Regions from separate parts of the Gossypium arboreum genome. Here region 1 is linked to region 2. Evidence: chromatin contacts called from public Hi-C data. All regions are on one chromosome and are shown on one strand. Each heading gives the region's core, a stretch centred on a gene start, on an enhancer-like site or on the middle of the called end of the contact. The rest is flanking DNA. Distances are from core to core; before and after follow the strand shown. Region 1 holds the start of LOC128283890. Region 2 holds the start of LOC108470826 (protein SLOW GREEN 1, chloroplastic).

Region 1 (7,071 bases), core at 2,588-5,087, 260 kb after region 2:
ATTATAATTTAATTTCGACCCTAAAATTTTTTAATTTCCATCCTAAGTATATGGTTTTTGAACTAGATTGGAGGGTATATATCTATATCGAGAGAGATTGAATAACATTCGAGTTTCAAAAAGGCCGGCCTTACTTCATGTTTAGTGGACCATTTCGTATAAACCATAATCGGAGGAATTGCAATGCATAGTGATATTTAGTGATCAGGAATTTTCTTTTTCCTATTTTTGGAAAAAAAAAATAGAAGATCAATGTTAAGGTATATTTTATATTAGTTAAATTTTGGGTTTTTTATTATATATTAAAGTAGGTTATCGGCTATCATTAAACGATTTTAGGTTACATGTTTAAGCCAGGGTAGAGCAGCTTTGAATAAAACTGCCTTTAAATTTAAATTATTTCGAGCATAGTTTATATATAACTTTTAAATTACTAAAATCCAAGTTATTGTTTATTATTTTATTGCATTTACATTTGAATTATTGATTAGAGGAAGCCCCAAAATCATGGCAGTCGGTAGAGTATTGGTACCGATCATACTGACTGGTACGTAATGTTTCGTTCTTACCAAGTAGTTTATGATTTATTTTGGTCAAAATTTCGTTCTGTTCAGCCATTTCAATGTGATCCAGTTCATTTCGGTCAATAACAATTTATACTAGTGGTATTAGCTTATACCAGTTGGTGCAAAATTTTAATAATTTAAATTTTTAATTTTTTATCTTAAGCACTTTAATTTTTGAGTAAATTATACCATTAATAAGTTTTCATTTGGATCATATAACTAAAAAATTTATAATTTTGAACTATTTAAAAGTTTTCATTCAAGTCATTAAACTATTTAAAAGTTTTTATTTAAGTCACTGAGTTATTAATTTTTTTAAAAAAAGGGTTTCGCCAACGAGCTCCAAGTGACAATTCGATGATCGGTATGATGGATCATTTCCCATTGACGAATAGAAGAAGAACATACCATAGGTCAAAGTCAATCTGAAGGTTAGTGTTGGAGATCAGCGAAAAAAGTTGTTCAAAATTTGATTCTCAAATTCATGACATCCAAAACAAGTTTCATGAAAAAATATTAAATTGTACAAGAGAAATAGAAAAAGAGCTTTTGATTGGTGCTGACAATGTAAACAAAAAAAGTTGTATAGTATCGATTTTAACAACTTAGTTACTTAAATAAAATCTTTTAAATAATTCAATGACTAAATTGTAACTTTTTTAGTTAAGTGAATAATGGTATAGTTTACCCTTAAATATTTTTTATATTTGCATTTTGTAATTGAGATATATTTGCATCTATATATAATATATGATTAATTTTTTCAAAAATAATATATAATTTATTAAGAAAAACACACGCTATAAATATATATGAAAAATATTTAAAAATATATATAATTTCTCAAAAAGTTAAAAATGAGAATTTCATGTATAGATCTAAAAATATTTAAAATATTGATAAATCCAAAACAATACACCAGAACATGTTGGTATAGTACAGTACTAACTACCTTACCCGACACCTTGAACTTATGGTAGGGTAACTACGAAATCTGGAAAGAAGTGAAACGATAAATAAAAGTCAATAAGTATGACCACAAAAACAAAATTGAATTGAAAAGAAGGAGAAAGAAGATTATTAGAAGCAATTAGGCCAAAAGGAGGAGCTGGATTCGAGATAGGATTTATGGAAACTTGGACTCCAAGTTGATCTTGCCGAACCTTGTTCTTAAAGATTACTTGAGTTTTGAAATTTAATAAAGATGATTGGATTGATAACAAATAAATTACAGGATTAAGAAAACAAATTAAAGAGAATAATAACAAGGAAACTGAAAAGAAGGGAGATGCGGTCCAATTAAATCCTTTGAAGTAGACACCCCTAACAAATTCAACTAAAGGTTTTAATCAATCATTTAAGATAGATTCTTGATAAATTGAAGTTTGAAGAACTCTTACCAACAATATTAAACTAAATTGAGTTGAAACGACTTGTGGAAATTAGCAAGAAACAAATCTTGCAAATGGAGAAAATTCTTTTGAGTGTTTTATCAGAAAGAACCAAAATAAAAGTTACATAGACGTGGTTGGTCAGCCTTTGTTTGAATAGTCAAACTAAATGAAGGAAAACAAACTCCTAATTGATGTAAATCTCCTGAATTTTGATTGTCAAGAATTCATCTTACTTTTAATTCAAGAAACACAAAAATTCTAAAGACTTTGAAAGAACCACATTGGATCACACCCTGGGCTTAGGCCTACCTATTAGGATCAGTTTACTACTAAAGCAAAAGTAAATTCAAAAACATCTTTGAAAAGTCAAAACCAGATATTATGCAAAAAGGAAATCTAAATAATTAATGCTAGCCGACTCAGTAACAGTTGGACTCCAATTTCCATGGTCTTTTCCCATCATCTGTCCCATCTGTTCCCTTGGTAGCCGTTTCATATCCCCATTACCTGCTACCCTCTACATTTCCTTCTTCACTTTGTATTCTTCAATCCGGATCTCTGCTCCATCGTCCTTCTGGAAAATCATCTCTCCCTCGTACCAGGTATGTTTCTTCCTCCTTCTTTAGGGCTTCTACTGCAATCTTATGGGCGAAATCATTTTCTGTTCTATTTAGAAATTGAAATCTGAGGTCTTCAAATCGATTACTCCTATTGTGAATGTCGTGAATAATCGGTCCTATGGCTGATTGATCTCTCTTCATGACTTTGCACTTCTTAATGATTGTTAGGAATCCCCCATAACTGTCATAGAGGGGAACTCCATTTCACTCCCTAGTTTAACCGCCTGTAAACCAGCAAGGGCTTCAGCAGGAAATGGAGACTGAACATTCCGGTGTAAAACCGTCTTCGTTGCCATGAGTCGTCCGCCCCTGCCCCAGACCACCAGGCCAGATGTAGACTTAAAATTTCTACAATCAAATGCTGTGTCGAACTGAATTGTCACGCTGGTTCCTCCCTCTTGGTACCTGTGACTGCTGCTCGGTTTTAAGGTGCTTGCTTTCGTCCTCAACCCTTCGAGTTCAGCTATGTAGTTTCTAACTATAAGAGATAACTCTCTCCCTGTTTCTATTTTCTGCTCATGTATGAATTTATTCCTTGAGTTCCAAAGAAACCACATGCCACAACAGTAAATCTTACACTGCTCAGAGGTACTCGTTCTGAAAACCCAGGTAATCCATTCCCAAAATCCTTGAATCGTACTTTCACTAATCCATGACAGATCTAATAATGGCCATATTTCACCTGTTGCAGGACAATACCTAAAGATGTGGGTGATGTCTTCTTCCCCTCTTCCACATCGAGGACAGGTCGCGTCATTACTCACCCGTTTATGTTTTAAATTAGCTAGAGTAGGGATATAGTTCCAATATATTCTCCATATTGTAATTGCTATCTTGGCAGGTAGTTGTAAATTCCATAGCTTGCCGTAGAAATCCTTTAGATCGGTCTGTATTAAATAAAAATTAGGATCCAATCGAACATCTTGTAATAGTTTGTAGGCACTCCTCACTGAAAAATCACCAGATTGCTCTCCCATCCATACTTTAAAATCCTCGTGAGGTGTTTCTGCCAGCGGGATTCGTAGAATTTTCTGAGCAACATCAACTGGAAAGGTATGATTAATTAAGTCAGTTTTCCATGTCCTGTTTGTATCATCAATTAAATCTACAACTAACTTGACATCATTATCATTTCTGGTACCCCATCTCCCTGGATCTAATCCCGGAACCCAACAATCATCCCATACGGATATTCTGGTTCCTCGTCCGACTCTCCAGCACAACCCGTCTTGCAGCAATCGCTTAGCAGCCCAGACATTCTTTCAGGTAAGTGAAGGTAGGTTACCCAAACGAGCATTAAGAAAATCTAAATGCGGGAAGTATTTAGCTTTGAGAACCCTTGCTAATAACGAAAAAAGAATTCTCCAACCTTGCTTTGCTAATAGCGCAATATTAAACTGGCAAAGATTACGAAATCCGAGACCTCCTCTTTCTTTTAAATGGCAAAGATTTCTCCACGCAATCCAATGAATTCCTCTTCTGCTAGGACTTTTTTGCCACCAAATTCTCGCTATAATGCTTTCTAATTCTGAACATAACGATTTCGGCAATAAAAAATAAGCCATTGAATAAGTAGGGATGGCTTGGAGAACAGCCTTTATAAATACTTACTTACCCCCTTGAGATAGGTGTCTCGTACTCCAATTATCGATTCTTTTCTTTATTCGATTTTTTAGATTCTGGAACGACGCCTTCTTTCTTCCTACCATATTAGGCAAACCAAGATAACGCTCTCGGTCCTGAAGATTATATTTTTTTCCTGTGTCAAATCTCCCCTACGGCATAGCCTCACCTACGGCTTAGCCTAACGTATGTAATAGGGACGTGTGGGCCTTTTGGGCTAATTTTGGGGCCCAATTAAGTGTCCATTAGGGAATTTGATATTAGGTTCCAAGCGCATGGTAAGGGCCGGAAAACTATAAATTTAGTATCTAAGTACGTATGAGTAGTTATAAAAGCATGATAATTAGTTGTAACTCCCAATTAAGTGTAATACAAATTATGCATATAAGCATGTTATGTAATATGAGCCATATGTATTTATGTCATCTATGTATGATTATGATATGTATATGTTTGAGGTGGGAAATGTGATGACGGAGGAAGTGTTTATGGAAGTATTAACTCCGAGTATGGCAGCAAGTCCGCTAAAGTATATGTATGGCAGCTTAGCTATGGTTATTTGAGTGAAGTATTGGAAACACGAAAATATATGGACTGTTTTTAATGCCCTTTTTTAACCCAAATTCATGCAGTTCCAGTGTAATTCTTGTCGAAAAATATATAATAATTATAAAATAAATAAATTGTACCTAAATTTTTAAGTGTAATACAAATTATGCATATAAGCATGTTATGTAATATAAGCCATATGTATTTATGTCATCTATGTATGATTATGATATGTATATGTTTGAGGTGGGAAATGTGATGACGGAGGAAGTGTTTATGGAAGTATTAACTCCGAGTATGGCAGCAAGTCCGCTAAAGTATATGTATGGCAGCTTAGCTATGGTTATTAGAGTGAAGTATTGGAAACACGAAAATATATGGACTGTTTTTAATGCCCTTTTTTAACCCAAATTCATGCAGTTCCAGTGTAATTCTTGTCGAAAAATATATAATAATTATAAATAAATAAATTGTACCTAAATTTTTAACATGTTTAATTTTAATTAATTTTATAATAAATTTTGATTGATTTCGATTAATTTTTGACAGATTTGCATCAATGGTGAAAAATGGTTTGGTAGACACTTCTAGAAACGCAAAATTGAGAAGCGATTTTTGAAGTATCAAGGAAAATTAATTTTTCAAGGTCCAATTTATGAATATTAATTTATAATATAATTAATTTTAATTTTAATTCAATTTATTTTGGGTTAAATAATTATTATTAATTAAATTGTGAAAGCAGGCCCAGTTGTGTTAAATTGTGAAAATTGATCCAACCCAAAACCGTTTCACATGTTGACCCAATCAGCTTATTTAGCTGATGATTGCAAAACATCCATTGAAGCTTCCTTGAAATTGCATTCAAACCCCTTCACTTATCAAGCTTTTGTAGATCTGCCCCTAGTTAAATTTAGCAAGTTTAAAAGCTTCAAACTTGCCACATGTGTGGCCAGCCATGAGGGCAGTCAATGGCTGTTGATTTTTTCTATTTTTGGCAGCCTACTCAACCTATAAATACCCTCCTTGGTTGCTCATTTTAGACACACCTCTCATCCTTTCGTTCTTCACTTCTCTCTGATTTTCTCTCTTCAAAACTTTTCCTGTGTTCTTCATTTTCCTCTTCCATTCCCTTGCCAATTTCCCCTCTTGGAAAAGAGCCCTTCAGCCACCATTGGTAGCAACATTCAATTGTTTGTAGAAGCCCCGGTTCAATAAGAACAAGCGGAGAAGGAGGAGTAAAGCAGACTAGTCAAGCTTCGAAGAAACACCGGATTTGATTTTAGTTCTTTATCCTTTAATTTTTATTGTTGTTGTTATGAACATGTCTATGAATACTTGTTATGTTGATATGTTTAATTAAATTAATATGGCTTAAATTTAGTTTATGCTAGGTTGATTGCATTTCGTCCTCTTAGGTTATTAAAATTATGTTTGTGTTGTTATAAGTCTTGGTAAATTGTTTGATTTAGTAAAATCATGATTAAGTTATTCTTGTATTATAATTGTAAGGCAACTAATGAATTAATTATTAAATTGTGTTGAAATTGTAATTAATTGATACAATATTTAATTAGTGCATGTTTAATCTTCTAATGTAGTGAGGGTTAAATTAACAACGGTATTAAATGATACATTAGCCTTGCATAACTTGTAAGATTATTGTGATTAAATTATTTCAATGTAGGAATATATTGCTACCTCACTTAAATCTTTTATGTTCTTATGAAGATTGATTAATTGTTTGAATTGGCATTGAAAAATGTTCAAGAGATTAGTTAATTTAATAAGTATGTGTGAGCAGTAGTTTGCAAATTATCAAGTTGTCGTGAATTTATTCGTAACAACATGAACATGAGTTTTGTAATTCTAAGTTAAGAAATGTAATTAATTTAACACAATTATGTCATCTTTTGAAGTAGTGCATTTAGACTTTTATTATTATCTTATTTTATTTTATTTAGTTCAATTTTAGTTTTTAACCACTTCCTTAAAATCAAATTATTTTTTTTATCACCAAAGTGTTTTTAATTGTATTTCATAAATAAATTTCTTACACAGTCCCTGCAGGTACGATAACTCGACATTTACTTGTCACTTTACTACTTGTTGCAATTGTGTACACTTGCACAGCTTCATCGTTCCACATACTGCCACATGTGGTGTAATTGGATGGATGGACTATTATAGTCCAATGTGGTGTGATTGGTGGGACGGAGATGGTGTGTAGTGAATAGGAGTAGGATATGATATATGTATGTTATAATTCGATGTGTTATGTTCAATATGACTTAGCATGTTATGCTACAATTTGATAAG
Region 2 (7,824 bases), core at 3,825-6,324:
GTAAGAAAACAGTACCCAAACCTCTTTACCGGTAAGATTTTCAAGGACGAAAATCCCTGAAGGGGGGAGAGTTGTAACAGCCCGATTTAGGGCCAAAACAGAACAGTAGTTTCGAAACCACTAATCCGAGGTTGAAAATTTTATGACTAGGTGTTTAATTTGATGTTTAGGACTAAATTGAAATAGGCGAAAAATGTGTGTTCTAGTTCATAAAGTACTTGATTGAAATGGGGGTTTTAAGTAGAGGTCCTTAAATGGAAATTAGACCATTATACTTTATATGGACAAAAATGGGCATGAATAGGACAAAATTTTAAAGAAAGGCCTTAAGGGTATTTTTGTCATTTTGTAATTAAAAGAAAGAAAATGGGAAAAATAAGCCAAAATTTTGTCCATCCATCTTCTTCCTTGGTCGAAACTTGCATGTTCACCATAGCTAGGGTTTTTTCCAAGCTTTCAAGCTCAATAGTAAGTGCATTCAAGCCCCGTTTTTAATGTTCTTTACATTTTTGAAATCCTTGTAGCTCGGTCTACCTATTTCTACCATTATTTCGAGTTAGGGTTTATGTTTAAAAATTTACCCATGAATGATATGCATGTATTTTGATGTTTTATGGTAGAAAATGAATGTTTGAAGTTAGGAGAACGATCTTTTCTAAGCGATTTTTAGCGAAAACGAGCAAAACGGCATAATCGGTAAAAATACCTAATGTTCATAAGTACATGTTAGAGTGAGAATTTAATGTTGTCATAGAAGAGAAAAATGTTCAGCATGTCATAAAACATAATAATAAAGGCTGAAATTAAACTTCCGAGTCTTGGGACAAAATCGTAATTTTGTAAAAGTTAGGGGGCAAAAACGTAATTTTTCCATAATGTGATTTTTGGATTGAAATAGATAGTATGATTTGTTAAATTAGCTAAATGTCTTTTATAGATCAAGAAAGGCGTGGAATCGACCTCGAAACGGGGAAGGAAAGGATTTTGAACTAAATTGCAAAATTTCCATATTTTGCACCGAGGTAGGTTCGTATGTAAATAATACATTATCTTTATTTATGTTTTTATATTTCAGCATATTTTATATATTGTAGCTAATTTTGAATCATAATCGACTATTGGAAGAATGGAAATAAGTATTAGAAAGTGAAATACTTCCTCGTTGAACCTTCGGAATCGAAAGATATAGATGGTATGTAGCTAGGTCACATGTATGATGCTAAGTGCACATCATGTGTACAAGAGAGCTACGAGATACTATGTGGTAGTTAGGTCACATGTGTGATACGGGATGTATACCATGTAGACAAGAGAGCTACGGGATAAATGTAGCTAGGTCGCATGTGTAGTTCTAGGTAAGGACACCATGTAGACAAGAGAGCTACGAGATAAAATGGCTAGGTTACATGGGTGGTACTAAGTGTTCATGTTCACCATGTGTACAAGAGAGCCGAACTATGTGATGGGTGGAACTACGTGCTGAAACCACCAAGCATCGGGGACTCGATCCGAAGTGTTTAATGGGAAAATCGACTAAATGAAATTATTTATGACCTTGTAATGTAAGTGTAAGAATATACATGTGTAACGTATGAGTAATAAGCTCGATATGTGATTGGAGGTTGGAAAAATTGTTAAGGATAAGCAATCAATGCAACCAAAGTGTGAAAGATCAAAATTGATAATAAAACTGTTTGGACAGTCGCAGTTACGTGAATTTGAAAAATCACCAAAAATAGTAGGAATTTAATTAGAGGCTGAATGAGATATGAAATTAAAGCTTAATGAGTCTATTTTCATGTAAAATAAACAAGGAAAGTTAAGTAATCTTATATTTTGAGATATTTATATTTTTGTGAGACTTGTTCAGAATGACTATGTGATCCCCTATTCTGACTTTGAAAAATCATTAAAAATTGTACAAAAATAATTAAGAATTTATATTCCTAGATTCCTTGTTGAGTCTAGTTTTAAATGAAACAAATTTCATGGCTATTTGACTTTTTTATAGGGAGAAAATCAATTCGTAGTGAACAGAGGTCAGATCAGTCGAGCTGTATAACAGGGAAAATTTAACTAATAAACTATACTAATTGGCTGGACCAAAATTCTAGAAAAAATTTATTAAGAAGTAATATGAGTCTAGTTTCAGGAAAATGTTACGGATTTGAATTTCGAGTTTCGTAACTCGAGTTATGATTTTTTCAGCCAACATGATGCAGGAGGGACAGCTTGATCAAATTGGAGTAAATAGTGAAATTAAAAATAGATATAATTGAGTTATTTTGTAAGCATATTAGATTCCTTATTTATTATTTATATACTTACTTACTTAACTATAAGCTTACTTTCTTTTCTCTCTTTTGTCTTATAGTGTCGTCCAATTAGCACAGGAGTTAGAGATCGTTGAAGATCTGCCCGCACTATCAATACTTTTGGTATTTGAACTAAACATTTTGAATTATGGCATGTATAGTAGGCTTAGTTATTTTGTTACGTGTCATAATTGCCTAGGTTTAAAATATTGGTTACAGTATTTGACCGATTATTTTGTACAAAGCCATTGAAGTTGGCTAATATTGTTAAAAGCATATGTTATAATGATTCATGATCTAATTGGATGCCATATTTTTGTCTCAGTTTTATTTAATGGTACGTGTTATGTTCTGGTAATACCTCGTACCCTGTTTCGGTGTTGAATGCGGGTAAGGGGCGTTACAATATGGTTTGGTAAACTTGATGTTTAAGGTTCATTTTAGTGCACACAGCCTGGACACGGGCTGCCACACGATCGTGTGCCATACATGGTTTAAGACGGAGCCCACGACACGACCGTGTGACCCATGTCAGTGAATTACACGGGTAGAGACACGGGCTAGGAGACGGTCATGTGTCCCAACTTCAAATGCCGACACGGTCTGGGCTATGTCACACGGCCGTGTGAACCTTGCATTTCAAATTTTCGTGTTTTTCTCAAAATTTTTTATTTGTCTTATTTTGGTCCCTGAATGTTTCTAAGGAAATTTCATGGCCCCGTAAACCCGAATAAAGGCCCATTTGTATATTTATTCTATGATATGTTCTATGTTTATAAATTAATTTAATATTTGTTATAAAAATAAGACAAATTGTTTGTTTGGTTCCATAACACTCAGATCCTGAATCTGGCAACGACGACGGGATACGGGTGTTATAGTTTGACATCGATTTGATAATTGCTATGTAATGATATGAAATTCCAATGTTGGTTTTGTGTTCTTCTATTAATGCTACTATGCTATATTGTATTTGCTATTTATGATTATTTAAATAATTGTTCGACTCACACTAAGATTTCATAAGCTCACCCCCATAGTGTTTAACTTTTCAAGTAAACATCGAAACTAGGACTAGACCTGGTATTCAAAGAATCACCTTGGACACCGAAATATTTTTAATAAGTATTAATCAGTCTCTATTGGTTTTGGTTTGTAAATTTTTAATTATTTATGGTCTATGGCTTGGTAACTTTTCATTTGAGGATTTTTGCATGCATGGATTACTCAAGCATAATAACCGAAAAATGCATGATATCGGCCTTAAGTAAAATTTGACATTGTTTCCTAATTTCTGTTGCATTGCAAAGGAACCATTTTTGAAAAAAACAAATTGATAAGGTAATTAGGTTTCCAAAACGACTTGAAAAATAGTTTTTTTTTTTCTGGTGCATTAGTTTAAAATCGAGTTTTTATAAAGAAGAGCGACAAGCAAATGGTTTTTTTTCTAAAACGATACTATCAACAATAAAATGAATCTTAAGTACAGTTGACCTAATAAATGAATGTTGTAAACTAACACAAAAGTACAACTACAATTTTTCTCTAAAATGAGTTTATTTAAGGTTTTCAAAAGTAACGTAAGTTAGCTTAGCCATTTCAGTGGCTAATGTAGCATTTTCAATCTAGCCGTAACGTCTAGGCCGAGTTTGGGAGATTACATTATGTGTACAAAATTTTAAGATTTATCAGGCATTAGAATACCCCCGGTTAACCTCAGGATTAATGCTTGGGCGTATTGTTCTTTGACGATGTCGGTCGTGTCCTTAGGAAGATCTTTGAAATTATTTTTCAACCACTTTATATCTATCCGACTACTTTAAAACTTATTCGACACCTTTCCCAAAAATGTCTCGCAAATGTCTTCTTTACCAGGAATGACCATTGATCCCGTAACGACTGACCCATCTATGGTAAACCGAGTTGTAAAGCTATGTCCTCGAGTGTGATTGCACACTCACCAGATGGAAGATGAAAAGTGTCTTAGGCCTCCATCCTTCCACCAACACGTTGATGAGTGTATGATCGAGTTTGCAGCCTGCGAGCATACGAGACGCATGCAAGAATCCTGCGTCTTGCAAGTAACCACAATTTCGATGTCTGAGCTCATTGACAAATTATGTATGAATCCCTCTAAAACGCGATCATCTGTCTATTTATATTGTCAGAATAAAATAATTTAAACTATTTGAAAAAATTAAAAAACTTTAAAATTAACTTAATTGAAAATAACGAAATTTAAAATTTCTCCTTACTATTATCGCTTGAGTGGCGGAAAAATATTTGTCGTCGAAACGAATCAAAGTGCTTGTCATTTGTGAAAATTTAATCAAAATGAATATACAAAATAATTAAATAAAACTATAATATTTTTAAACAAGTAGGAAAATTTAGAACAAAACTTGAAAAAATTAAGAGAGTTGAGAGAATTGAGAGTTTAAAGAGAATAAAAAAAATTAAATTTGAGTGAAAAACAAAAAATATGCTAATATTTATAGGAAAAAAAATTATTGTTGGCTCTTAAAAATTTCATTGTTATCAATGTTTAAAAATTGTTGGAAAAATGACTATTGGAGGAAAATACAAATTAAGCACACTTTCCTATTCACTGTACATAAAACACACTCAATTTAACACACTATCACACTTTCTCCCACAAAATGGCATACTTCTTTTCAAAATAAAGGCCTAAAAAGTCTGATTTAAAAGAAAAAAAAATCGCATATATCAACAATTTAGCCCATGGTGAATTAATCCAAATAAATAAGCTATTCAGTAATAAATGGCATCAGCGTCACAAAGGGCAGTCTGGTCTAGAGTTGACTGGTGTTTTATCGGTTCACTCCTTCCAGTTGTTCCCTATCTTCATTATGTTTTCAATCAAAGCTTCCTCTTTCATCTATCAAACAGAATTTCATACTCCCAAATTTCCCAACCTTAAACCCCCCCAAACCGTTTCCCCATTGTTCACCCCTTCACTCAAACCAAATAATCTCTCTTTCCAAACAACCAGGCTTCATTCTTCCTACAACCCCATTTCCATTCTCCCAATCAAACTCCCTTGCGTCTCTCCCAAGACACAGTTTTTCAATTTTTTCTCGGAAAAAGTTGTTGTTTTCCTTGTTGGGTCTTTCATATTTTTGGGTTGTTTCAGTGCTAAACCATGTTTGGCTCTTCCTGCTCAAGCAACTACCAGTTCTAGAGTAAATTTAGAGGGGAAGAATGAAACCCAGAAGGGAAAAAGTGAGGAAGAGGAAAGGTATGAGAAGATTTTGGAGAAAGAACCCCGAAATGTTGATGCTTTGAAAGTGCTTTTGTATGGGAAGATTAGGAGAGGTAAGACTCAAGAAGCGGTGGAATGTGTGGAGAAGTTGATTGATATTGAGCCAGATGAGGTTGAATGGAGGCTATTGCAGGCTCTTTGTTATGAGATGATGGGGCAGCTCAGCAAGGCTAAAAGATTGTTCAAGGAAATATTGGAAGAAACCCCTCTTTTGCTCCGAGCTTTGCATGTAACGTTCTCTAATTTGGTACATGATTTCATTTTAGATATTGATTTTTGTTCTTACTTGGTTCATATACTAATGTTCTAACATTACTCCGTAGCTCCATTGGAAGACTGTTTAGAAGTTACCTTAATACGATACTTGGAGAAAAGTTTTACTTCAAGCCATTGATCTTATAGATGGAGGCCTTGTGAAGTTTGAGTTTTGTGGATTGATTGTTTAGAGATGGCCTATGTCTAAAGTTGACTCAATTAGTGAAATTAATCCCAGTGCTACGCTTCTTAGTAGTATTATTTTCATAGTTCTGGCTAATGACTAGGGACTGGTTGTTTTGATAGACAATTATTAATTTGAGGTGTATCATATGCCGCCTTTGATTATTTGTTCAACTTGAGTTTCCTCAGGTTGATCAGATATTTGATTTTTCTTGAATAACCCCAGTTCAAAACCACTATGTTAAGCTCTCGTTTAAGGATTATGGTCACTCTTAGAATCTTGACTGCTAGTTGATATTTTAAGAATTATGATTAATCTTGGAATCTTGCCTGCTTATTGACGTAGAAATTATGTAATTTAAGAGTTCAAAAAAAGTAAAGAGAGTTCAGCTCTATGGAAAAGGTCAAGATTGCAGATAGTACCAAACTCATGGTACATCAAAGATAAGTTCTGAAATGCTCCTGTACCTGTCAGTTACTGGTAATATTCATTATAAAATAGCAACTTACTAGTTTTCTGAAAGCTATAATTGTTTGATTTCTGCTAGATTCTGGCTACGTCATTACCTAGTTTTTCCATTCTCTACTTTTGCAGTGTAATCCACCAGGTTGTTTGTATGATCCGAGTATGCATATTGTTTCTTGACAGTGTTATTTCTATATCTTCATTGGACTGAGGTTACTAATTGCTATGCAATACCTTTGCATCTACTGTTGCTTTTATTTAAAGATTACCCTTATTTCTAGCTGCCTGGTTGTAATTTTTGCAACATTCTGGTAGCATAGTGCTATATTCATGGATTGCTTCCTAATATTCTCAAGAGTATGTATGGATTTGATTTCATGTTTAATTACATAGTCTTTGAGCTTTTATTGAGCTAGGTCATTAGTTCAAATCTTATCAGAAAAGTTGGAAACAAAAAGTAAATAAGAACAGAAGAAAAAGAATATAGTAATACTTATTGTTCACTGGTTTTTATAGGGTCTGGCTATGGTGATGCACAAAAATCATGAAGGTCCAGCTGTTTTTGAGATGCTTAATGAAGCTTTAGAAGTTGCTGTTCGTGAAAAGAGAGTCACTGAGGAAAGAAACATAAGAGTTTTAATTGCACAAATGCATGTTGTGAAGGTTTCTTCTTAATCAATCTTCGCTGCTCAGTTTGACAGAACTGCCGGATCTTTAGCAATTGCAATGCTTTTTTTTTTTCTTTCTTCATTTCTTTCCCCCTGGTGGGACAAGGGAAGAACTTCATTAAAATATGTACGTATACTTATACGTATATGTATATGTATACGTATCTGCATATGCATATGCATATGCACGTCTATAAATTTCATTTCATTTCATTTCTATGCATATGATATGATATCTAATAAGTTTCATGTAGTTGCTCTTTGCTTTTTTATCAAATCTTTTATCATCATGAACTTATTAATAATTGCTTGCAGGGGGAATTGGAGGAGGGGATGAAGAAATTTCAAGATTTGATAAATGATAATCCTCGAGATTTTCGGCCTTATCTTTGCCAGGTAAGGTTTTATTAGGTTTATGATGTATTGCTAGCTGTTGCTAAGTAGTTTAGGAAAAAAAGCTTGTTCAGCCATGACTGTTGGTCTTCGATAAATACACTCATAAACTGGATTTTCTTTAAGAAAAAATAATGGACCTTAAGTAGAGTCATAGAAAAGGAGAATATACAAAATCGAACCACCATTAGTAAATGGCTAATTATGGGATTTTGTGGACAGGGAATTATCTATAGTTTACTTGACAAGAAGAAGGAAGCA

Evidence for each region. A called contact is a pair of places that touch in the nucleus more often than the background predicts.
Region 1: a contact with region 2 is called in a Hi-C map of leaf, with 3 times the contacts expected there. The contact joins the promoter of LOC128283890 here to the promoter of LOC108470826 in region 2. A contact is called at or near these places in 2 of 5 Hi-C or Micro-C datasets (both in leaf).

Annotation. Positions count from the first base shown.
Region 1 is chr11:72,296,902-72,303,972 of ASM2569848v2, forward strand. It overlaps LOC128283890, which reads right to left and starts at 3,838. Exons shown (of 2, transcript XM_053021305.1): 1 at 3,750-3,838; 2 at 2,745-3,663. The coding sequence starts at 3,838. The coding sequence ends at 2,745.
Region 2 is chr11:72,036,431-72,044,254 of ASM2569848v2, forward strand. LOC108470826 (protein SLOW GREEN 1, chloroplastic) reads left to right here and starts at 5,075. Exons shown (of 4, transcript XM_017772309.2): 1 at 5,075-5,845; 2 at 7,019-7,165; 3 at 7,486-7,566; 4 at 7,786-7,824. The coding sequence starts at 5,186.